Regions from separate parts of the Mus musculus genome. Here all the other regions are linked to region 5. Evidence: chromatin contacts called from public Hi-C, HiCAR-type and promoter capture Hi-C data. All regions are on one chromosome and are shown on one strand. The core of a region is the stretch at or near the end of the contact, and the rest is flanking DNA. Distances in the headings are between cores, read along the strand shown.

Evidence for each region. Promoter capture Hi-C pulls out the DNA fragments that hold promoters and counts their contacts. Hi-C and Micro-C count contacts between places; a contact is called where the count stands out from the background. HiCAR-type assays count read pairs that join an accessible place to other places. Capture Hi-C pulls out chosen DNA fragments and counts their contacts.
Region 1: a contact with region 5 is called in a promoter capture Hi-C map of liver, with 3 times the contacts expected there. The contact joins the promoter of Lzts2 here to the promoter of R3hcc1l in region 5.
Region 2: a Hi-C map of CD8 T cells shows a contact between it and region 5, with 4 times the contacts expected there. The contact joins the promoter of Slf2 here to the promoter of R3hcc1l in region 5. A contact is called at or near these places in 1 of 39 promoter capture datasets (pre-B cells), 2 of 484 Hi-C or Micro-C datasets (CD4 T cells and CD8 T cells) and 1 of 9 other capture datasets (liver).
Region 3: a contact with region 5 is called in a promoter capture Hi-C map of pre-B cells, with 5 times the contacts expected there. The contact joins the promoter of Sorbs1 here to the promoter of R3hcc1l in region 5. A contact is called at or near these places in 2 of 39 promoter capture datasets (liver and pre-B cells).
Region 4: a HiCAR-type map of astrocytes shows a contact between it and region 5, with 7 times the contacts expected there. The contact joins the promoter of Kazald1 here to the promoter of R3hcc1l in region 5. A contact is called at or near these places in 1 of 39 promoter capture datasets (liver) and 1 of 115 datasets of contacts at active chromatin or transcription factors (astrocytes).
Region 6: a promoter capture Hi-C map of liver shows a contact between it and region 5, with 5 times the contacts expected there. The contact joins the promoter of Ndufb8 here to the promoter of R3hcc1l in region 5. A contact is called at or near these places in 3 of 39 promoter capture datasets (the 3T3-L1 cell line, liver and pre-B cells), 1 of 484 Hi-C or Micro-C datasets (CD4 T cells) and 2 of 9 other capture datasets (adipose tissue and liver).
Region 7: a promoter capture Hi-C map of pre-B cells shows a contact between it and region 5, with 5 times the contacts expected there. The contact joins the promoter of Pdlim1 here to the promoter of R3hcc1l in region 5. A contact is called at or near these places in 1 of 39 promoter capture datasets (pre-B cells) and 1 of 484 Hi-C or Micro-C datasets (CD4 T cells).

The regions. Positions count from the first base shown.
Region 1 is chr19:45,016,734-45,020,002 of GRCm38.p6, reverse strand. Lzts2 (leucine zipper, putative tumor suppressor 2) reads right to left here and starts at 1,868. Exons shown (of 5, transcript NM_001130526.1): 1 at 1,773-1,868.
Region 2 is chr19:44,928,985-44,932,537 of GRCm38.p6, reverse strand. It overlaps Slf2 (SMC5-SMC6 complex localization factor 2), which reads right to left and starts at 1,419. Exons shown (of 20, transcript NM_001081225.2): 1 at 1,088-1,419. The coding sequence starts at 1,227.
Region 3 is chr19:40,511,612-40,515,028 of GRCm38.p6, reverse strand. It overlaps Sorbs1 (sorbin and SH3 domain containing 1), which reads left to right and starts at 1,293. Exons shown (of 29, transcript NM_178362.1): 1 at 1,293-1,658.
Region 4 is chr19:45,074,163-45,077,609 of GRCm38.p6, reverse strand. It overlaps Kazald1 (Kazal-type serine peptidase inhibitor domain 1), which reads right to left and starts at 1,523. Exons shown (of 5, transcript NM_178929.5): 1 at 1,374-1,523; 2 at 397-946. The coding sequence starts at 928. Gm35782 (a long non-coding RNA gene) reads left to right here and starts at 2,501. Exons shown (of 4, transcript XR_877888.1): 1 at 2,501-2,588.
Region 5 is chr19:42,516,862-42,520,366 of GRCm38.p6, reverse strand. R3hcc1l (R3H domain and coiled-coil containing 1 like) reads right to left here and starts at 1,562. Exons shown (of 7, transcript NM_177464.4): 1 at 1,510-1,562.
Region 6 is chr19:44,553,751-44,557,179 of GRCm38.p6, reverse strand. Ndufb8 (NADH:ubiquinone oxidoreductase subunit B8) reads left to right here and starts at 1,738. Exons shown (of 5, transcript NM_026061.3): 1 at 1,738-1,863; 2 at 2,123-2,249; 3 at 3,412-3,429. The coding sequence starts at 1,779.
Region 7 is chr19:40,269,896-40,273,297 of GRCm38.p6, reverse strand. It overlaps Pdlim1 (PDZ and LIM domain 1 (elfin)), which reads left to right and starts at 1,682. Exons shown (of 7, transcript NM_016861.4): 1 at 1,682-1,952. The coding sequence starts at 1,857. Gm41845 (a long non-coding RNA gene) reads right to left here and starts at 1,732. Exons shown (of 3, transcript XR_877853.2): 1 at 1,518-1,732.

The DNA of each region.
Region 1 (3,269 bases), core at 619-3,118, 2.5 Mb before region 5:
GAAATCGGCCTGCTTCTGCCTCTGCTTCTAAAGTGCTGGGATTAAAGGTGTGCGCCACCACTGCCCACTGTGAATTCTTTTTTGCTGTTTTGTTTGTTTTTTGTTTGTTTGTTTTTCCAAGACAGGGTTTCTCTGTGTAGCCCTGGCTGCCCTGGAACTTGCTCTGTAGAGCAGGCTGGCCTTGAATTCAGAGATCCACCTCTTACTGCCTTCTGAGGGCTGGAATTAAAGGCGTGTGTGTTACCACCACCAGGCTGTATGTGTGAATTCTTATGTTTTACAAAGTTATGAGTTTCGTAACTTAGAAAGCACACCACACAGTTATTAATGTGTATAAAACAAATGAATCTGTGGGCTCTGGATGTCACTATATGGCAAAAAGAGAAATGTTTGGATAGATATACCAGTTTGTGCACACATATGTGAGGTTTGTGTAAATACCACTAAATCTTCCAGTCACCTATCCTCAGTAAGCCATTCTGCTTCTTCTCCTAGCATGAAATTCTAGGGAAAATCCTCCTTTCTTTGGGTCCATTGAGTCAAGTCTCTCATAGACTGAGACACACAAATCTCTACAGGACGCCTGCAGTTCTCCTGGGACAGTTACATGGATTCCTACTGTACACAAGAAAAGTGTGTGAAAGCTCCCCAGGACCAATCTGTATAAGTGAGCGTTCTGGGAGTGCATGAGGACCTGGGTGACATTCAAAGCCACCAATGTGAATGGGGACTCCTCCTCCCTAAAACTTTTTTTTAACTTAAGAGTTTGAGGAAAGGTGAGATCACAGTGCCTGACGCCCTTGCCCCATCTTATCTTTGTATATTGTTCTCCACTAAGTGCCTCTAAGTGTTAAGACCAGAGACTCACAGGAGTCCAGCGTGAGGAAGGAGTTGCTAAGAGCTAGGGTAGGAACTGAAGTGTAGCAACTTCTCTGTAGGGTAGGTACTGAGATCGCCCCCAAAAGGTCCAGCCTAGGGATGGAGACTGCTCCACAGTATAGTGAGGAGTGAGAAGGGGCTGGCACTCCTGTCCCTACTCCAGAGGACACAGAAAGTGAGACCCAGAAGGAAGGGCAAGGGCCGGGGTAGACACTCAGAGAGACAGGAGCCAGAAGACAGAAGAGACAAAGGCCAAGAGGCTCAGACACGAGGAGCCAGAGGCAGACCCATGAGTTAGGGTCGCTGAAGCTACACAGGCAAGGACCCCTAAAGCCAGAGGAGCCACAGAGCTGAGCTCTGAGGGCCAGGCGTCAGGAAAGCCAGGCCTAGCCAGCCTGGCTCCCGCTTTTGAGGCCCAAGAGAGAAGGAGGGGCAAGCGGCTCCATTTTGAGAAATGCGTTTGTAGCTGTGGGAAAAAGAAAGCCCTGGTTCTCCCCAGCACTCCCTGACCTATCACTATGGTACACAGACCCCTGCGCCCCCACCCCAGCAAGTAAGCTGGGGGTTCTAGAGTCTGGGGCCGCGCCAGGGCCTGAGATGAGTCTGGCCCACGTCCCAACTCTCTGACCTCAGGGCTGGGGTTGGAGAGTTGGGGAAAGTCCCCCCAAACACACACACTCAAACTCCAGAGACCAGTCAAGCAGGATCCAGTCTGGGATCACGAGTTGCCATTCCGAGACTGAAAGCCCAGAGTCGTCGTGTCCCCCCACCCCCCCCCCCGCCACCCACAATAGTCCGCTCCTTCCATAAACTGGGGGCGTCTATGGAATGCCACCTCCCCACCGGACCGCATCGCTTAGAAGTTGGGGCACCCTCAGCCCTGGACCCCTCACCTCCGCCGCGCTGCTCCATGCTCAGCCCCGGGCCGCCCCAGCACTCCACAGGCGCGCCGCCCGCTCCAGCCCGCGCGCGGCCACTCGGAGCTGCCCGGCTCGGCCCCGCCTCCGCCCAGCCGGCGCCCCCGGCCCTGACCGGCCCCCGCCCGGCCCGAGTGGGCGGTGCGCACTGATGGGGGGAGGGGTCCGAGGGGCGTTCCCGCCCCGGGGAGCGGACACGCGCAAGTAACCCACGTCACGCGTGCCAGCCAGGGCGCACGCGGGGGCTGCTCGGCGGCGCTCGGGATTCCTCCCAGAGTGGCCTAGCAACTGTGTGTGTGTGTGTGTGTTGTGTGTGTGTGTGTGTGTGTGTGTGTGTGTGTGTGTGTGTGTGTGTGTGTGTGTGTGTGTGTGTTAAGTGTGGTGTGTGTGTGTGCTCGGTAGCGCTCGGGATTCCTCCCAGAGTGGCCTAGCGACTCTGTGTGTGTGTGTGTGTGTGTGTGTGTGTGTGTGTGTGTGTGTGTGTGTTAGGAGGCTCGGCCGGCTCGAGACTCATCGAGCCGGGTCACCATCGCCTATCCCTGCCGGAGCCCAAGGGCCAGCGGCAGCTGGTCATTGTTCCAGCACAAAGAGCCAAGGCGCGGCGCCAGCCCCGCCCCTCCCCCTCCGCTCCTCTAGGAGAAGCTTCCCTCCTCAGTCTCCAGCTTCCCGGTCCATGGGGAGGCCGAGGGGGTCAGCCATCCCTCTCCAGTTGCCGGCTCCTGGGCACAAGTTGAGGGACTGGCTCGGTCGCTGTCTGTCCCACCCCCAGCAGGCTGGAGGTCACACGCTTGGATTTTCCAAATCGGCGCCACCTGGTGGCCCTTTCCAGCAACTTACCAGCCCCCCCCCCCCAAGACCCCCACCAATCCCACTCCCTTTCCAGCACAGCACCCTCGGGCCGCGAGCCCAGGCTTGTCCCTGGCATGGCTCCAGCCTCCCTAGCCGAACCTCGGGGGTCATTTGCTATGAGAAGGGTCGCTGCTCAAAGGGGGTGGGAGGGATACCTGACCCCCAATAATCTCAAGAACGAACAGCTCAAACCTACACTGGCTCCGCAGCAGACATCCCAAAGTCTCTCTTGGGGTCACAAATATTTTTACCCTCTCGAAAACAACAGTCTTAACACCCACACGACCTTTCCCACATTCAGTCTCGGGCAGCCACAGTCAGTCTCATCCATCACGTGGCTCCATAGATCTTCATTCCATAATCCTTCAGGCCAACTCACAGAAGGCTTGGTGTTTCGTGCACGGGAGAGTGCACAACAGTCCTTTGCATCCAGTCACATTCTTTAAATACACTCAGCCTCCCAACCCTCTTCCACGCAATGACAGCCGGATTCAGCCACTCTGGAAACTTCTTACATCATATTCACAAACTACCCACTTTCCCTGAGGGGTCTCTGTGACCTGCTCAGGTCAGCCGACCTCACATGTTCTGGCAAGGCCATCCTCCCTTCCCCGATCCCCCCCG
Region 2 (3,553 bases), core at 170-2,669, 2.4 Mb before region 5:
GTAGAGGTAAAATAATTGTTTCCTAAGTTCAAGCACACAGAAATATCCATTACTTATGTATAACTGGTTAAAAAAAATTATGACAGTTTTACAAGCCTTTAATCTGAAAGTGCTGGAACCAAACGTGTTAGAATTCTCAATTTATTGGATTTTGGAGGGGAAATAACTTGAATGTATTATGTGCAGCCCCCAGCAGGATCTGGCGCTGCAACCTGTAGCCAAAATATTACTATTTCTCCAGCAAAGCTTATCAACACTCACACTCAGTACCACCCACAAACCTTATATTAGCTCTGATCAACCTGGCTTGGCTGCCAAGGCGGCTGTGGTAGGAAGCAATGAAAATAGTTGTTTTTCACAGCCTTCTGTCCTTCAGAATTAAGATAAAGGATTGTGAATCTGTGCTACAATATTAAAGCATAAACTTAAAACGTCTGTTACCAATTCTTAAAAAAAAAAAAAAAAAGACAGTACCAAGTTCGTAGATAATTTGAATGTTTTATTGTCAGAGGATGTCATATGATGAAATTCTCCATCATTACATAGCTCCCAGAAAATCCTTACCATATAAAAAAAGAAAGGAAGAAAAAGGAAATAGAAAAAGAAAGGTCTGTTGGTGAGGGAGAAAGTCACTCAAAGAGAAAACAGGCGCATTCCAAAAATGTTTTTAGTATGAATGGTCGTGTACACTGTACTATTAAGTAATTCGTGGGTTTTCCTTATCACATCTTACATAATTAAACTCAAGAAACCACCAGGATCAGAACGATCTAAATAGAGGCTTCGAGAAGGGAGGGCCCCAGGGCAAGCGCTCGAAAAGGAGAAAAACAACCTTCTACCTAAAGCGGGCTCTCCGCAGCCATCTAGGCTGGTGGTCACTAGACCAAAAGCAACACCTCAACTACAGAAAAGGAGACTTCAACTCCCAGAAGCCCCCGCGCGGAGGCGGGGCGAGGGCTTGCAGGCCCCAGAACATCAAGGCCTGAGCTCGCTGAGGATGGCGGGAACTGAAGAGCAGCCGTCCGTAGTCCTCCCCTATACCCGTGCCCCCGCGACCCGGCCCCTTCTCAAGCCCTCTGCACTGTACCTGTCCCCAGGACTCTCTGTTCTTTTTCCCGCTGCAGCAGGGGCGGTACTACCGGGTCTCAGATGGCAGCGCGGGGGCGACGACCCCGGGGCTGGGGATGAGGGGAAACCTGGCCTAGCGGGCATGCAGCGCCTTGTCATGTCGGCGCCGCTGGCGACGGCGGCATGAGCTGTGGCTGGAGAAGCTGGGTGCGTGGTTGCCGTCTTGCTGCTGGGACTCGGGGAGGCTGTCGGTGCAGAGGTGGGCGGCACCCCCTACTCTCTTCATGGCGGTTCTCTCTTCGGAAGTGACTCCGGTGTGAGCGGGAAGGAACCTGAGGACCATCAGGGGGCGGGCCTTTCTTGAGGTGCCGCGTCGCGATTGGCTGACCTGAGGGTCACTCTGGTGGTAGCGCAATAGAAAGCCTCCGCCTGCCGGGAGAGGGCGGGTTTTTTGGAAGGGGGAGGGGAGATTGAAAACTGCCCTCCCCGGGCCCGTCACGTGCGCCTGGGGCGCGCGCCTCCTCGTCGGGGCCGCGGCGGCCTTGGCCGGTGCGTGGGAGTGGGAAAGAAGAGGCAGTGGCGGGTGTTACGACAGCTGGCGACAGCCGCCTGATCGAGGGCTAGGGGTGAGATTTGCAGAAGTAAAACCGAGCCTGCAGCTGTCTGTAGTGAAGATGGCCAACATTTGTGACGATTGTGCTACAGCTGCCCTAATATTTCATAGTCACTTTGGCATCTTAGGCCAAAATGCTGTCACCATTTCCTTTCTGTTCCTTCTCTTATAATGTGATTTGACCGTTCTGTGAGGGATCTTCTATACTGTGATATAGTTGTTCCGTTTTTTTGTTTTGTTTTGTTTTGTTTTGTAAGGGAGGGGGCGGGGGAGCACTCAGTCATTGAATTAGACATTTTTATTCTGTCAAAGCGTTTTGTCTCTAATGGGTTTCCCCATGAAGTCGCAGCACATAGACTTCTTTTCCTTATCAGTAAAGGACTTGTGCTTTGAAGAGGCTGTTAGGTTGGATTTCTTTAAGTTTTTATTTATGTATATGGTGCTCAATTTGCATGTATGCCTGAATGACAATAGAGCATGAGGTTGTGAGCCACCTTAGGGTTGGTGGAATTGAACTCAGGACCTCTGGAAGTAGCAACTAGTACTCTTAACCACTGAGCTATCTCTCCAGCTGGGTTTTTTTGCAGACCGAGGAACTGGTCAGAGTAATTTAAAACTTCACTTCCCATGTGTATAGAATGGGTATAGTTACTCACTTCTCTGGGTAATTTCCCTTGTCCCCCCCACTTCCCCCCCCCCCCCCCACACACACAGGGTTTCTCTGTATAGCCCTGGCTGTCCTGGAACTGACTGTAGACCAGGCTGGCCTTGAACTCAGAAAAATGGCCGGTCTCTGCCTCCCAAATGCTGGGATTAAAGGCGTGGGCCACCACTGCCCATCTTCTCTGGGTAATTTTAAGTAATAAAACCCAGCAATGTAAACAGGTTTAGATTCTCTCGTGTAATTGGTACAAATACAAGATTCTCTTTCCTTTGGGCTTCAGATTTCCTGCAGTACCCGGCCAGTTTTTTTTTTTTTTTTAGGGAAGGCTTGTAATCCTATTGTAATCCTAGTACTTGGGAGACGGAGGTGGAGGGTCAAGAGAGAAGGCCGCGGCTGTGCTGATAGTTCATGGTATAAAGGAACTTGCTTTCATGACCCAGGACCACATGGCAGAAGGAGAGAACTGATTCAGTGCGGTGAGCTATCCTATGACGTCTGTCAGCGTATACACACACGAAATGAATGCAATAAAAGATATCTTTTTAAAGAGAGAAAGAAATAGACATTGAGTCCAGCCTTGACTATGTAGCAAGATCCTGTCTCAAAGGAACTAAAAAAAAAAAAAAAGAAAAGAAAACAAATCCTATCAATCTCAAAAATGTCCAGGCTCTAACTGAGAGGAATGTTCCCTCACTTGGCTGGAGCAAATTCCTAAATGACACACACAAAAAAATTGAACAGGTCTTCCAAATTTATTGTACTGAGATTGAATTGCTTCTGTTGCTAAGCACACTAGACTGACCTGAAATTCACCCCTTTTCTCTTTCCTGGTATCCCTCAAGAGGAAGAATTAACGAGAATAAAGTGACCAATAGGCTGGCAGGTAGGAGGTAAAGAGGAACCACGGGTCTCTCCAGAACTCGCAGCTGTATACCAGGTAGTAACAATGTGAGAGAAGAAACACTCAAACCCAGGGCAGCTTGCAACTGAGAATTCACTACACTGCTTTTAGTCCTTACATTTGAAAAGAACACAGTAAGTGACAAAACTATGTTGAATATGTTTATGCCTTTTAGTGCAGATTATTTCCTGGCCCTTCGATGACTTTGTGCTGGCTATTTCTACACTAGGAACTCCCAAACAGTCCTAGCCACAAAACTTTTAATCTGATTTGTTCCATTCCACACTCAGCGCATAAAAAGAATAAA
Region 3 (3,417 bases), core at 44-2,543, 2.0 Mb after region 5:
TTCCCCTTGCCTGTGCAGTCACTAGGTCCTATTCTTACCCCACCACACAGCCTGCTAACTAGGAACACAGTTGGGCTGAAGATTCTTGCCCAAGATAGCAGAAAAGAATTAATTGTGCTCAGGTGACTATTCTGTTGTGTTGGAAAGTTGTAAGTCAACTTGACACAGGCTAAGGTCATCTGAGGGGAGGGAACCACAATTAAGAAAATGCCTCCGTAAGATGGGGCTGTAGGCAAGCCTGTAGGGCATTTTTAAAATTAGTGACTGATGGGGGAGGTTCCAACCCATTGTGGATGGGCCATCCTGAGCTCATGGTCTTGGATTCTATATGAAAACAGACTAAGCAAGCCATGGAGAGCAAGCCAGTATGCGGTATCCCTCTGTATCAGCTTCCTGACTCCTGCCCTGTTTGAGTTCCTGTCCTGACTTCCTTCAATGGGGAGCAGTGTTGTGGAAGTGTAAGCCAAATAAACTCTTTTCTCCCCAATTTGCAGAGTGGTGCAGCCAATAATCCGCTCTAGAGGCTGAGTCAGGAGGTTGGCCTGGGGTGTGAGTATGTGGGGCAGCCTCTAATCCCAGAAGGTGGGATTAAGGATCATCTTTGGCTGCACGGTGAGTTTGAGGCCGCGCTAGAATACGTGAGCCGCCTGTCCAAAAATAAATAAATAAATAAATAAATAAATAAATAAATAAATAAATAAAGACTAAAACGAGAAACTAGTAACAACGTCTTTTTCACAAGGCTGGGAAAATCAAATGAGAAAATAGGGAGCATTAGGCAACTGTCTGGTAGAATATAATCAGACTGACAGTGCCATTGGCAAGCTTTTATTCACTACATTTTATCAAGAGGAATTATGGTGCCATTTTACAGATCAGCAAAAGGGCACAGGGTTAAGTAATTTGTTTATAGCTAGGACACACTGTTATTTTACGCTTACTGTTCTTTTCAAGCTCTCTGTGGGCAAACCCTTATAGAGACCACAGGGCCAGCGTCTGGAGTCACTCGCGGGCAGCCCAGGGTAGAAAGGGTTAGCGGGTGCGCGCGCGACATCCGCGGGAACCCGCGGGCGCGCGCCCCGCTCACAGGGACGCAGGCTTGGCGGCGGGCTCTTCCTCGCCTCCCCATTGGCGCACACGCCCCTTCCTGTCACGGCCGGCCAGGCCCCGCCCCCTGGGCGCTGCCGGAGTGGACGGTTCCAGGCCATGCTAATGAGGGGCTGGTCGCCGCCGCCCATTGGCCGGCCCCAGTGTCGGTGAAGTCAGCTCGGAGTAGCAGAAAAACAGAGCGGGGCTGACTGTAGCGTGGAGCGCGAGCCGGGCTGGACGCGCGCAAGCCCTTGCCGGGGACCCGCGAGGTAAGCGGGCGGCGGCTGCGCTCTCCGGCGGCAGCTCCCGGGCGGGCGCAGCGGGCCCCCGGAGCGGTGCCTTTGTTCAGCGCGCGGAGGAGGTGCTTTTAAAGGGCCAGCTGTTGGAAGGACCTGGGGGCCCCCCTTCTCCCAGAGCATCCCCGGGTGGCCGCGGGGGACCTTCGCCGAGCCGTGTCTCCCGGCTGCTCTGTGTCCCCTCTCCCCGTCCCTTCAAGAAAAGTTGCTAGGACGCGGGGAGGTTTGGGGATTCCAGGTTTCTTTATGCCTTTTCGTTTTTGGTAGGTGAAGGTAAGTGCGATCATGGCCTCTGCTTAGGAGGGAATGTCCGCCCGCTTCAGCCTGGCTGCAGTGTGGGTGGATGGAGACGGGAGAGCCCTGGTGGGTTTGCGCTGGAAAGTGAAACTACTGAGGGTCTTTTCTGCAGTGGCCAAAGGAAGAAGGGCGCAAGTGTCAGGATGGAGGCATCTCAGGTGTATTCATTCATCAGCACACCCTTCCACTCCATCACCTAAGCCGAGGGCGGCGGGAGGGGGGCAAGCACTACGCTGCTGGCCCAGACCAGCCTGCATCCGAGCGTGTTGGTGGGTGTGTGTCTGGGTATACGGTGCTTCCGCTCACCGCCCAGGCCCCTTCATGCTTCCCTGGATGACTGGATGACAGCATCTTGCAGGGCAGCCCATCACCAAAGGGACCTAAAGCTACTCCTTTCTCTTATTTCCCAGGCTGTCCCTCCCGGGGTTTCCACGGTCTTTTCCCTGATAAGCGGTGGTGACATTCGAGATAGGAGGGAAAGGAGGCTTTAAAGTCATTATGCTTCTTTGAAGGGCGACGTGCTGTCGATTTCTGTATCCTGGAACCTCTGCGTGTCATACTATGCCTTTGAAATTCATCAGTGCTTTTTCCGGGCGGACAGAATTTATTATGCATTGCTACATAGAAGCAGAAGATCCCTCTGAGCCGGCTCATTCCATCCTGTCCGAGGGTTTTCCCAGCATGTTCTGGACGAGCCTTTGGATTTTTGTTTGAATCGCTGAGCTCTGGGTTGCCCCTGTTGTCACACGGCCGACCTACTGAAATTGCTAAAATTGATTTCAGTCAGTAGGCGGGATGTTCATCTAGAGACACCATAGAACCTGCCAGGCATGTTAGGCCGCTGACTGATCCCCCCCCCCCCCCCCCGCCCATCTTCCAGTCCCCAACACTGGTGTGTCCTTTTTCTTCCTTGGAGAAGGCCAGGGACAGCTTGTCTGACCACATGCTTTTTTTGATTTTTTAAAATACCTCTCTTTACATTTAAGTGTGTGTTTTGGCTGGAAAGATATCGAGGTGGTGATTGAAGGGTGGATTAAAAGTGGGGTGGACAGCAGCAGGGGACAGCCGTGCCAATGACAGAAAACACACATTGGGAGATTTTATAGCTTCAGCCTTCAGTGAGTGAGTGAGTGAGTGAGATGTCTACAGGGTGAGGTGTGTTGGCTGTGAGGGGGAGGGGTGGAGGAGGAAGATACTGCCAACAGTTTTTTGCCCCACCCTCCTGCTGCCGCCTTAAATAACTCCTGGCCAGCCCAGCCCTGAGGTCTTTTTGAGCCTGAGGGGAGAAAGGTGGTCTGTTAGCCCACCTCTGCCTGGGGCACCTTTGATGCAGATTAGGAAGGGTTAGTAGTTCTTAGGGTAGGGGGTCAAAGATGGTATATTCCTTAGCCTAAGGACTCGTGGTAACAGTCTGGTGACTTCCCTGCAGGCAATTAGTACCTGAATGAAGTGCTGGTCGACCTCTGTAGGACAACCCCCTTTTGTTGGCTCTACCTCCTTTTTTTTTTTTTTTTTTTTTTTTTTGCTAAAGCAAGTTGAATTTCTGTAAACTTTTTGAAGAGATTGGGAATATTGGGATGGGGTTGTAAATATGGCAAAGAAGAAAAGAAAATTGCTTCTTCCTGGCAGAACAAAGACCCGTTCAGCTCTTCTGTTTCTTCTTCAAAATAGAGTTGGATGCAGATTGCTGGGTGTGGAGAGATAGGGTCCAGGGAAGAGAGCCTCGCCTGTGGCA
Region 4 (3,447 bases), core at 274-2,773, 2.6 Mb before region 5:
CAAGAGAGGCAAGAAGCTATCTTCCCTTCTCTAATTCCTAAATGCGTGAGAAAACTGATAGGCGGGAGCCAGGGTTAACAGGATGCATCTCACAGGGCTCCAGCAGTCTACGCAAAGTTTTGGGTGAAGGGGGGTCCTTTCAGTTCAGACCCAGCTATTGGCTATGTGCCTGTTCCTTCGGAGGCCAGTCCCTGCAAGGACCTGCCTGGATAGAGCTCTTAGGCACCTCAAACCTGGCAACAAATCTCAACCTGCTTTTTAGTTGGCAGCCTTTGAGGCTCATGGTCTCCCTCAACTATTCATTCTGCTGACCACAGAGCAACGCTGTCGGGGATCCGGGAGTAGTGCCTTTGGGGAGCCAGGGTTCCTGGTACTAAAAGCCCTGGACTTGCGTACCCGATTCGCAGGGCCCCGGATGCACCACAGTGAGGTTAGCGTCCAGCCGAGCGCGGGCGGCCTCCTGCAGGCGACAGATCTGCGCGTAGGTTCGGCCGTCCGAACCACAGAGCGGGCGCTGCGAGCGGCAGACACACAGCGGCTCCGGCACCTCTCCTCGACTCAGGTCACCGCCCGCGTCCAGCCTGCACTCGAGCTGCTCGCCGCAGCGCCCGTAGAAGTTAGCGCTGGGGTCCAGATCGCAGAGCTGGCCCTCCAGGTTTGCGCATTCCCAGCAGCAGCCGCACGCATCCCGCACCCGGCCTGCTAGGCATCCCCGCGGCGCAGCGCACTCTTCTGGCCGGCAGGGAGCACAACCCTCGCCCTCGGCTAGCAGCCGCAGCCAGCCTCGCCGCAGGTAATCGGGGCCTGTGGACGGCCTCGCGCTAACGGGTAGCTGGGTCCACACCACCAGCAATAATGGTAGTAGCAAGGACAGCGCCAAGGTAGGTGCAGCATAGTTAGCTGGAAGCCCTGTGAACACTCGGGGCATCGGCGCGTAGGTGGCACCCTGCCAGGAGAGGGAAGCCAGGTCTGGAGGTCAGAGATAAAGTCAAGGCTGTATAAAAGCTTGATTCTATCCTCTGCTACCCTGTAGCCAACTAGAAGCCCTAACAAAGAAGCCTGGTGATTCCCAGGGGTTTATGCCAGTTGGTAATTGATTAAGCTGGTCTTGGGGACTAGGGAATAAAGAGAGAGTGTATCGGGGAATGATCACTAACACCCATGCAGGGATGCACACACCCATACACAGACATACGCGTATACACACACACACATGCATACATATATGCACGCGCGCGCGCACACACACACCAGCATCACCTCCAGAAACCACCCAACTCTGATGCATCTTTGCCCCAGAGATAGATAAAACTACACTTGATGTAAAAACTTCAGGTTGGGGTGATGGTGCTGGGGACATACCAGCGACTCACCTAGTGCCTTGGACTAGGCCCTTAACAGCTGGGATTTCCAACCTAAAAAAAAAAAAAAAAAAAAAACGGTAGGGAACGAAGAGTCGCATGCACGGCCAGCCAGACCCGCAGGCCACCCCTGCTTCTGTCAGGGGATCGCTGGCAGCCCACAGACTTAAGATTCAAAGAGAAACTCCTCCGCCTCTTCTCCCCGCCCCCAGATGTCGAATACCCGCCTTCTTCCCTGGCCCCGAGGCCGATAATTTTATCCAGTCTCACAAGGACCCTCCTGGGCCTTTCACTTCGACCCTAGCCCAAAGTCACAATGAGTGTACAGAGCCGCGTAACCAGACGCCGCCACTGGGAAAGCAAAGGCTATGAGAAGAGAATAGGGGTGGAATGGCCGAGGAGCTCAAACTGTTGGCTGAGCCTCAGGTCCTGTCTCATCTGATTTAGGTCTGGAGAGCGGCAAACAGCTACAATATAGAAAGAAGGAAAGGCTAAGAAATTTTACTCAATGTAAAATTGACTTCAACACTATGGGCGTTTCTGGAGGCCAGGCTCGGGGCCAGCTTCCTCTGGGCACGGTTTGCAGCTGTGTTCACCCAGTCTCTCCACTGGGGCGCAGACTAGACTATAAGCTTTTCCAGCTGCCATCCACATCTGGCTACCTCCCTCCCAATATAGGGCAGGTGCTTGAACCCGCGGAGGAGCCTGGTGATTAGAGGTCGGAACTGACTAGCGGCCGCAGCAAGGCCGGCGGGTGACTCCCCATAGGGCGTCTCTGGGCTCCGGATTACAGGTTGCAAAATTCGAGCATGTCGGGGCCAAAAGTGTTCAGTCTGGAGACCTCCGCCAACGCCACGGTGGCACTTTTGGGTTAGGGGCAGGAAGCAAAGCATCCCCGGAGGCCCGCCCACCACCCCGAGAATGGCAGGCCCCGCCCCCGCCGGCCCCCAAACAGCTTCCAAAAACCGCAATCCAAGCTCCTAGGAGGAGGAGGAGCAGAAGGAAACCGGGCTTTTAGGCAAGGGAAGGGTGGGGCTTATATAGGCCCCGCCCAGAAGGCGTCAGAGGTTCTGACTGCGCGTGCGTCCGCGGCCTGCGGCGGCTCCGCTCTACCCTGCGAGGAAGAAGCACTGCAGTCACCGCGCAGTTCTGACTTTGGCCGAGCCCTCCTCAAAGGAGCGTTCAGTCAGCAGAGACGCTGCCTCTGATCAGAGGGGTTCCGACAAGGTAGAAGAGAGCTGTACACAGGCAATCCCAAACTCCGAGGAGACGGGAAGCGAATTTCACGCGAGGTTTCGGGATTGTCGCGAGAATCCCAACGGCAAGCTAGAAAAGGAAAAGCCCGCGGCTTTTAAGCCAGGAAAGAACGAGGGCAGGCAGATTCCGATGGTGGTGCTAGGCAATCCCTTGGTTGGAGGACGCGTTAACTGTTGGCCTGGGAGCAGAAGTGAAGCGAGAATTGCAGGATGTTTTGGAAAAGGCGCGAGGAGGGCTTGCCTGGTGGAGGAATGGAGACACTCTAGGGGAGGTCCCTAGCTGTAACTGGGGGCGGTGATCGTTGCCCGATGTAGAGTGGGAGCTGTCCAGGTCTAAATGAGGAACTGTGAGCTTTCAGCCCTAGGAGCCACTATCAAAATCCCCAGCGTCAGGGTCCTAGACACGCTTTCCATCTTAATCGTTGCCGGCGTTTACTGTTAGTCTTCGCGCCTCTAGTAGGAATCACTGTGTCTTCTGTCTCTGTACTCCCCACCCCCACCCCCACCCCCCGCCCGAGACCGACTGCTAAGGAAGTTCTTGGGAAGCATTTGTGCTTTAAAAGTGAAAGACTCCCTGGTTCTGAAAGATGCAGTCACTAATGAGAGGCTAGGGATTAACTCGACGGAGAACGAGCGCCCTCTGGTGGGTTTGCAGCAGCTGCGACTCGTGACAATGCATACTGTCTATACTTTGAAAACGTTCTTACAGTAGTCTTGCGTTGCTGATGATTAAACCCGGGACTTTTAGAGTTAAGCCAGAACTGTTGTCACCGAGCAGTATCTCTGACCCAATAATAATATTTTAGAAAGGAGTTTGTTCGCATAGGGCA
Region 5 (3,505 bases), core at 313-2,812:
AAAATAAAAAAAAAAAGAAAGAAAGAAAAAGAAAAGCAATCTCTAGAAAAGTATTTACTTAAGAGCATACCCAATAACCACGTCAGAGCAGCACTATGGGAAACCTAGGCAACCCTAAGAGTGAAAAAGAGTAATTTTTTTTTTTTTAAAGAGGAGCTCTTCCTGGCCTGGAATTCACTACCCAGACTAGGCTACCAAAATCTCCGAGACCAGCCAGCCTCCGACTCTGGTACTGGGATTAAAGGCTGCTGTTGCTTGTTATTGTTGTTGTGGTTACTACTAGGGAGAGAATTCAGAGCCTTATGCAATCTTACCAATGAACTACAGACACCTCAACCCTGCGCTAAATAGCTCAGGCAGCTATTATTACATGAGTAAGTAGTGCCTGCAACCCACAAACCCTAGACACTGGTGGTTCAGCACCAAGCTTCGGGAGCTCTAAGTCTTAGGGGATGCTTGTCATGTGTAGTGCTTCCAAGAGCGGAAACCGAGCAACAGGGGCAGCTGGCTGTGTGTCGCATGCTGATGGGCCTCGAAGTTTGACACCGATTCCACAGGTGGTCAAGCCCTAATGTCACCTCTCCGCTTGAAACCTTGCTTTAACACTTGTAGGTTTCATCGCAGTTTCTAAAGACACCATTAACTCCGGTCTTCATAAAGACATGACCGTTGATTTTAAAATCCAACTGACCTGGACCACACAAGAGAGGGTACAGGAACTTTATTTTAAATGTTTTCTAGCACAAACGTCTCACACATAGATCATAACACTGAAAAGCATAGTACAAAAGACCCTGCACCCCCTCTTTTTTTTTCCAGACAGAGAAACCAAGGTGGTGGTAATAGGACTACAAAAGACCACAGGTCCATCAAGTGGCCAACCCATCATCCTCTCAGGATTCAGACTCTATAAACCCCGTACTCTTTCCCTCACAACTCAGATGCGACGAAAAAAAAGTTTGTAAGACAACTTTCGATAAAGTGGGTTGGAAGTTTTCTGAGGACCGCCCGAGAAGAGCAGGAAGAACATCCTACTTTACAAACTGTTCCCGGCCAGCCCATAGCCCGGGGGTCCTAGCAGCGGAGCAGAAGTGCCACTGCCCGGGAATCGCCCGCGGCCCCGGGCTGTCCCGAAGCCACCTCGGTGGTCCACAGCTCCGCAGCCCAGAGGGGTCCTAAGACCCCGCTCGCTACCTGGTGACTGGAGACGATTTCTACCAGAAAGAAGCATTAGGGCAGAGGCCCAAGGCAGGCCTCCGGCCCCTTAGAAAACAGAAGAGACCGGAGGGTGGCCCTCCCGCCCCGGGGCTCCAACAGGTCGAAGGGCGGAAGCTTCCCAATAACCTCCGCCCCAGGCGGGGGCCTGCCCCGCGCGTCACCGGAGGAAAAGAAAACCAGCGTTAACACACAGGAGGAAAGAGGGTCCTCTCCCGAGCCGGAGGAAAGACGCGAGGGCAACCAGCACCAGCTCAGGGAGAGAAAGAATCGGGTTCAAGGGTTCGTGGTTACCGGGACGCTGTCGCTCTCCGCTTCCGCTGCCACCATGAAGCGCCTGCTCTTCCGCTCGCCGCTGGGGTGCGCGCCAGGCCTTGGCTCCGCCCACGCCGCGGGACCTCCTGGGAGTTGTAGTCTTCGCGAGCCCCTGTCGCGTCGCGTGGGGGGCGGGGCCGGCAAATGGAGAGGGCGGGAGGGCGTTGACGCTCCTCTATCTCCTGTATCGTCCATCCTCCATCTCAACCCTCAGCTGTGAAAGCGCTCAAATCTTCTCACGTCCTGCTCAATCATAACCGTGTCTCTTTCCTCGTCCACGGGCGAGTTTCTTCGAGCGTAATCTGCACTTAGCGTCTCTACTTCCTTCCTTGTGTGTGCTGAGTTCTACACTGCAGCTTCTGCCCCCCGCAGAAAATGTCCTTGTTGCAGCCAGTGTCCTTGTCGCCAAACCCACTGCAAGTATTTTCAGGCTGTCTAACTTAAGCATTAGTCATTGAAGCTCTTGGACATTATCATTTATTTTCTATGACACTATCCAGCTTTGCCTTCCTCATTCCATGCCGTTCGACTCGGTCTCTTCCTGTAATTCTCCCCCCCCCCCCCGAACTCACCTCTTGAATATTGTTCTCTGCAATTCTTAGAATAAGGAAGGGGAGCGTCCAGCCCGGCCCCTTTTTTTGCTTTAGCTTATCGTACTCCCAACTTCTAGACGACCCTATCTCATTCCTATCTTGCAGACTTGTCAAAAAATGGCTTGAACGCTTTGGTGGCGCGAATGGTATAGCCCTGTGATTGGCAAACAGGTGAAGTGCCCAGGATTCGATCTCGGAACTATACAAGAAAAAAAGAAATATTTGAAAAGTTCATACTGTGTCTCTCCTCTCTGTTCACTGCCTTCCCATCTATCTCCAATGCCTCTTCATCTACATTTGAATGCTAACCAAACCCTGTAGAGGCTCTCTCTCTAGCATTTGAGTCTGTTCTTTATTTCCACTGCCAGATACTTAATTCCCACTTGCTTAGTTTCTTAGCTGATTACTGTTCTCCTTACTGATCTCAGTACGGCTGTGGGGTCCTTACTGCCAAAGGCCGAGTTGTGTAAATAACAAATTTAATCAAGTCGTGTTTGTGTTAAAACCCTGTAAAGACACCATTCGATTGAGTTTGAGAGAAGGAATGAAGGTGAACACCTTGGAGCTTTTACAAAATAGTAGTTCCCAATCCACTACTCTCCTTCCCATCCCTTACCAGATCTGATTATGGGATAGGTTAGATGTGAGCCTTCCTAAAAAGTTTCCCCCTCGGGTGAGCTGACCACTCAGCAAAATGGTTGTATATTATTGCTTACAATGGGCCAGTGCTGGGGCCGAAAATAATGAGCAGACCAGTGCCTACCCCTGTGGATTTATGGTCCCTTAAGAAGAGACAGATACTAGTCAAATGGTTCCATAGCAAAAAACAAAAGCAGCAACAACAAAAAAAAATCGTCATCAGCTGAGCTAGGAATTGTGGGAGTAAAGTAACCTGTCCTTCTCTCTACTTCCTGCCATAGCCTAAGCTGGGGATCAAAGCATGGTCCTCGGTCTGAGTAGACCAGGGAGAGCCAAACTGTCAAATACTTGGATTGAATCATATGCCAATGCCCAGGTAGGCCTGGTAGGGAAACCAGGAACCGCTAAATGTGGGATGCTGGGAAGCAGAGCTATGTTAACTAGTTTAGCAGAATGGGCCTGAGCCAGCAGACCACAGATCTTGCAAGGCACAAATCAAGTTTGCTTCATTCATCAGGCCTTTGTTGAATATCTGCTGCCCCGTGGTTTGTTTTCCTGGCCACTGGCAAAAGATACTATGTGTGCCATAAAAATCAACAAATGATAAAACATGGTGTTCCCCACCTGCCACCTGCCAGCTCACCTAGCACGCCACGGCATCTGTTGCGGTATCCACCCCTACATCATGTCGTCACAAAACTGCTCTCAAATGAATTTCCTTTATCAACTTGATCTAACAAGTA
Region 6 (3,429 bases), core at 489-2,988, 2.0 Mb before region 5:
TAGCTTACAGGTTCAGAGGTTCAGTCCAGTATCATCAAGGCAGAAACATGGCAGCCTCTAGGCAGGCATGGTGCAGGAGAAGCTGAGAGTTCTACATCTTCATCTGAAAGCTGCTAGCAGAATACTGGCTTCCAGGCAGCTAGGATGAGGGTCTTATAGCCACACCCACAATGACACACCTACTCCAACAGGGCCACACCTTCTAATCATGCCACTCCTTGGGCCAAGCATATACACACCATCACATACTGCTTAGGCAAAAACATAGAAACAGAAAGTAGATTAGTGTTTGCCAATGTGTGGAAGTAGAGGAATATGCTAATTGGTATGAGATTTCTCTGGGGCAGTGATGAAATGTTTTAGATCTAGATAGAAGTAATAGTCACACACGTTTGTAATATACACTTAAAAATCATTATACACTTCTCCCCCACCCCACCCCCGCCACAGTCTCACATAGCCCAGATATGCCTTAGACTCATTATGTAGCCCAGGCTGGCCTTAACTCCTGATTTTTTTTTTTTTTGTCTTCATTTCTCAAGTGTTGACTTTACAAAAGGCATATACCATCACATAAGAGTACACTGTGGGGCTGGAGAGATGTCTCGGGGGTTAAGAGTACTGGCTGTTCTTCCAGAGGACAGAGGATCCAGGACCAGCGTTCAATTCCCAGCACCTGAATGAAGGCCAACAATCCACGGTAACTGTGGATTCTTTGAAACTCCAGTTCCAGGGGGATCTGCTGCCCTTTGGTCTCCTCCACTACCACATGCATGTGGAGTGCAAACACACATGTGGGCAAAACACCCATACATATAATTTTCTTCTTAAAAAAGAATATGCTATGTTCTATATAAACAATATAAAAAAAAAACAAATGAATAACCTATACCAACATTGCTTTTAAGCAACATGAGATCAGGGTTTGCTATTAGTTAAATGCAGATGCTGTCAAATTAATTCTGATGATGTCTAATGATACTACAAGAGGATAAAATGCACTGCAGTAGGCCTCCCCAAATCTATATGTTGAATAGTACACGCCTGTGTTTGTCGATCTGGTATACATTTGAGAAGGGATTCTATTACAGTAATTGTGTCTAAAGAGTTGATGGAAATACGTGCATACTCAAAATGTGTAATATATCCAAACCCTACTTGTACAAATAAAACGAAAACTTAATAGTATGCAAACATGTCTCCCAGTCTGTGTTAAGAGTTTGTTAATTATGGTCTTTCTGTTTGAAATCTGTTTTTTTTTTTCCTGAAAAATGGGAGGTTTGGGGCTGGGTCAGGCGAGCCGCCTCCAGTAATCGGCTTGGTTTTTGTATTTGTTGGGTTGAGGTGATTGAGACATTTAGATGAACTGAGACAACTTTGAGTATATAAGGAAAGAGATTTGGAGAAAGGATCAAACAAAACCAAGAGCTAAATGTGAAAAAGGACTGTGTGTGAGGACAGAAGGCTGGTTTTACTTTGCACAGCGGTCTGAGATATTCGGCTGGCGCAGCCCCGAAAGGGCCTCAGTCGGTTGAAGGCGAAAAGGAATACAGTAACTTGCAATATCAAGTAAGCAGTAGCTTTGTTTTCTCTCCTTGCTGTCTGTCCTGGCACCTCATCAGCCGCTCACCGTCCAGGCTCTACAGCATATTTAAATAAAGCCCGCCCAGCTTGATGCCGGGACTTCTGCGCTGGCTTCGGAGATCGCCGTTTGGCCCGACTCAGCCACCGTGACCCGCTTTTGCGCATGTGCAGAGTGAACCGCGGAGAAGGTGAAGATGGCTGCCGCCCGGGCTGCGGCCCTGGGAGTCCGATGGCTGCAGAGGACAACCCGGGGCGTGGTGCCACTGGAGGCACGGAGAGGTCTGCACGGTGTGGGAAGCGGGTGCCTGAAGTTTACTGCTTCGGGATGGAGGCATCCTTGGGACGGTGGCGGAGGTGTCCTGGCTGGGGGTAAGGGGTGGGAGGTCGCGGTGGATTCGTGTGCCCAAAGAAGGGATACAGGGTTGCTGTAGTCCGGCAAGGTGCGAAACGACAGCCTCTGCAGTCACTGCGGCTTAGTCCTTTCTGGGTGGGCGCCTAAAGCACCGTGTCCATCTGACCTGCATCCCTCTGCGTCCAGCCTTCCATATGACCAAGGACATGTTGCCGGGGTCATATCCTAGGACCCCAGAGGAACGCGCCGCGGCCGCCAAGAAGTATAACATGCGAGTGGAAGACTACGAGCCATACCCCGATGATGGCATGGGGTGAGTGAGGTAGAGGACTCGGGTCAGGAGCGGTGAAGGCGGTTGGATTGGGTGGTGCGACCCAGGCGTTTTCTCCCGGATCCTTGTAGTGACCCCTCAGAGTCATTAGTGCGGGTGCTTTTCTAGGTTGGGGGAGGTGGGAGTGGGTGGCTGAGCCGCTGCAGCCGAGAAGACTTCCATTTTTTTTGCTTGGCTCAGGCTGTTTGCTCAAATGAGGAAGCCGAGGTTATCATAGCTCCCTCGAGGACTCCAGAATAGTGAGATTCTTCCATGGCTCCATCCAGAGCACTGCGTTTCATTTAGATTGAGCATCTGCTGGGCTCAGGTGCTGACCAGGCGGGAGCTGGACCCCTGTCCTGAGAACCTTGCTGAGGTTGGGGTACTCTATATTTGTGTATGTCTGGCTTTTTTGGGGGAGGGGGTTGTTTGTTTGTTTTTTGCCATTAGGCATATGAAAATGTCACTGATGGTTAAGCAGATTACACTCCATGTCAGCCTTCATTCTTCAGTTGGTGTTAGTCCCTTCTGGCCCTCTATCTATCCCCTGTAACAAAGTTAATTATGAATAGTGGTTAAACATCATCGTCACTTCCTGTGTTAGCATTTTTCTTTTCTTTTTATTTTCCAATCATTTTTTTGACACGTGTCCAGTTTCCATTGTCTGTTTTTTACTTTGTTGTGGACTAGAACAGCCTGGGCAGTAGTCTGTATAAGGTGACCTTGGATTTTTAGGGGGGAAAACCAAGTTAAGGGAGACCTCCAAGGAGGTGTTTGAAGCATGAGGGTATACATCAACTTGTGGTTAAGAAACATAGTAGCTATGGAGAAGAAAAGCCTTTTCTAATGTGTACCTATTTTGTTTTATCCAACCAATATGGGTGTAGTTGATTGCTAAATTCCCTTTAGTTCTGAGTTGTGTGACTTTTCTTTGTAAGAGAAGATAAGGCCATATTGTTTCAGGATTTGACATAACCTCTAACTATATTTTGGACCTCTTTGGTTCTGTGCTTAGTGCTAAGACATCTTGATTTGGGGGCAAGTTCTTCTATTCTAAGTGATGTAGTTATATATATGTCGATTTGTTTCTGATCTTTGGGGCGAGGGCTTTGAATTGTCAGGGACTACCACAGCCCTTTCCAGAGGTTCTCGCTGTCTCTCTCAGGTATGGCGACTACCCGAT
Region 7 (3,402 bases), core at 433-2,932, 2.2 Mb after region 5:
AATTCAGGTTCCTGCTCATTTAAGTCAAACACCTTAGTGACTGAGTTATGGCCCCAATCCTTTTTATAAAAGGTTTATTTATTTATTTATTTATTTATTTGATGTATCTGAGTACACCATTGCTCTCTTCAGACACACATCAGGTCCCATTCCAGATGGTTGTGAGCCACCATGTGGTTGCTGGGATTTGAACTCGTGACCTTTGGAATAGGCAGTCAGTGCTCTTACCCGCTGAGCCATCTCTCCAGCCCAAGAAGGGGTTTTAAAAGTTCTAGAAAACAGGAATGACCTTGATTTCTAAAAATGAGCAATTCATTGGCCGTCACAGGCCTTTGTGTTGGGTGAGGGACAAGATGATCCTTTCATATGTAAATCTGTGCAGAGACCCGCAAAAGATTGGCCAGGACCGCGGGGGGTCGCGAGGAGCTGCACTTTTCACAAATCCATTCAACCTGTGTCCAGCTTCCCGAATGAATGGGAACCAGGAAAACCACGAGGGGGTCAGTGGTCCTAAGGTTGGCTAATGTATTACATCCATCATGAGATTATTCTAGGCGGGGAACACCGCAGTGAGCTGTTTGCAAGATAAAAACCCGTCAGGTCTTGAAACTAGCGCTTAGGAATGTGGGTAGGACAAACTAATAAGTAAACTATAGACTACACAGGGATGGGCAGAGAATTAAGGCAGTGGAAGTTAAAGGGGGTCTAGAGGGGATGTTTAAATGGCTCTCAGAAATGGCCTTAACCAGAAGATGGTATCTGCAAGAAACCCTTGAGTTATCTGGGGGAAGGATACACGTGATGGCAAAGCTCTGAGTAGGAGGCCAGTGTGGTCAAAGTTGGAGACAGATTACAGCAGATTCAAGTCGTTCTTGGAGTGGCCTTAGAGGCATTTAAAGGGTTGGATTTTTACTCAGGGTGAAGAAGCATCAGTGGACAGCATGAGTTGTGGTTTAATCTGTTTTGAGAACTTATTTTGGGGGCAGCTCACAGAAGAAACTGATAGGGAGCTTTGAACCCTGGAATTTCCATTCACCGCTTTCCCGGCATTGGTCCACCCCGGACTTCATGATGGAATTGTTGGGAACGTCAGAATTCACCTACCTTCAATTTCAACTCCAGCCAGGAGGAAAGGTTTCTAGGAACTTCGTAGAGCCTAATTATAACCCCCTGACTACCCCCCCCCCCAACCGTTATAGTCCCATTAGCATTGGAAAGCTTCCAGGGTGGCCCAAGGAGCCTGGAAAATGATTCAGTAGCAACCCCGAGTTGTTGCGTAGCCTTAGGGGTGCTTTATAATCTCGGGCAGCCTCAATGACTTTATCTCTAAAATGGGACTAGAGATAAAGCGCCTAATTGCGTCAGGTGAGATCACTTGAAAGCGCCTCTTAAACGGCTCTGCGGTTTCCAAAAGTGTAAACCGCTCTGACCTCGCTCAATCCTTTTCGACTTTTTGCAAAGCACAACGCGTGGGTTTGTAAGGTCTGCTGTAGGTGGGGACAAGGCTTAGGTCTCACCTAGCTTTCATGCCGGGTTGGGAGCAGCAAGAAGGCTGTGGGTAGGGCGGGAGGAGGTGCGGGCGGAGGTTCGGGGCTGCTGGGCGGAGTTGAAGAGCCTAACTCCCGGATTAGAGTCTGGCGAGGTCCTGCGGGCCCGCTGGGAGTGGAGGCGCGGGCCGGGCGGGGCTGCAGCGACGCGGCCGGGGCGGATCTGTCCCCGCCCTCGCTCGCGACCCCGCCCGTCCCAGGATCTCCCAACTCCCGCCGCGCGCTCTTTCTCCGACAGCTGCTCCGGGAGCCCCGCGCGCCGTGCAGTTCTGTGCCTTGCCTGTCTGTCCCTTCCGATTGTGCCTAGCGATGACCACCCAGCAGATTGTTCTCCAGGGCCCGGGTCCCTGGGGTTTCCGCCTCGTGGGCGGCAAGGACTTCGAACAACCTCTCGCCATTTCCCGGGTAAGAGCGTCTTGGGACGCGCGTGGGAACGGGGTGGTTTCGTAGGGTGGCGGCGCGCTGCGTCCCTATGGAGGTCGGGGTGACTGGAGCTCCGAGGGGATCGCGGTGGGGCGCATCCAGGTGCGCCATTCGCCGAGCGCTCTGTGCCATCTGCCACCCCGTCCCAACCGCCGCGCTCCGGGGCAAGCGGGCTCGGTGCGCGCTGAGTCAAGGCCAAAGACAGTTTTCTTTCTGCGCCCCGGAAGCGTGGCGCGGCGCGGCAAGCAGACAAGCTTTGTGCCTGGGCGTGGAGACCTGGGGCTCCGCAGACCCTGTGCGCCAAGAGTTAACACTCCTTGCTCTTCACAGTGAAAGAGTTGGGGAGAGCTAATCGGAAGCAATAGAAAGTCCTGGAAGGTGAATGGAGTACAGAAAAGTTCCCTGGAAGGCGAATGGGATTCGTTCAGCTAACAACCGAAACAACAATTTTACACTCTTCGGATATGACCCGTGGCTGGCTCTCGGTTCTGTAAAGCCTTTCACAGGAAACACTGGAGTTGGGAAATAACCCCAGATAAACCTCCGTAGTCTCTCCCTGTCTAAGGTGGTTAGATCACCTTTCTGCCCTCCAGGTTATTCGCGATAAGGCCATTTCCTTTTGGGGAAGCGCACTAACGGTGTGTGGTGGTGATGATTGAAAACTTCTTGGTTGGGTCTTATCTGTGGGAGGGCGGGTGGCTCAATCGCAGACTGCTAGACCCGTGGCCCGTAATTGAAATGCAACCCCCTGTTAGACTCAGGCTCGGTATTTGGAAGTCCACACTTTGGCTATGTGATTTGGGCCAAACACAAGGAATATGTCCCACTGAGAGTCAATACTTTAGATTTTTAGTCCTTTCATATAGGTGTGTGTGTGTGTGTGTGCGTGTGTGCGCGCGCGCGCGCGCGCGCGTGACTCCGCTGGGCCCCGGGGGTGTTACTAAATATCTTTTAATTAAGGAGATAGAAAAACCTCAGGGATGCCTGACCTAGAGGGACCACATTCCATTCTTTTGTACACTTGTCTGCTGAAGCTAACCTTAAACTTGCTCCTCCAGTCTTGTAAATGTGTCTTTTTTTTTTTTTTTTTTTTTTTTTTAAATCTCAGAGGGATTCTGGGATGGAAATGGAAGTGAAAGATCCCAGTGGGTCCTTTTGACTTATGGCTATGCCTCCAGCAGCTGAAGGACTTAGGTGGAAGTTGTGGAATCATCCAGCCACCTCTTGGCTTTTCTGACAACCACAGTGGCTGTCACTCAGGCTTTCTTACAGGTGGGCCTGGCCTAGAAAGGGGCTCTTTGACCAGCCGACTCCAAATGAGCAGGCAGCCCAGTTTTAAGACTTGGGTCTTCCACATGCCCATCTTGTCTTCCAGAAATTTCTTTGTTATTGGAAATGTGAGCTGTTTTCTCAGCCTCCCACCAACCTTTTC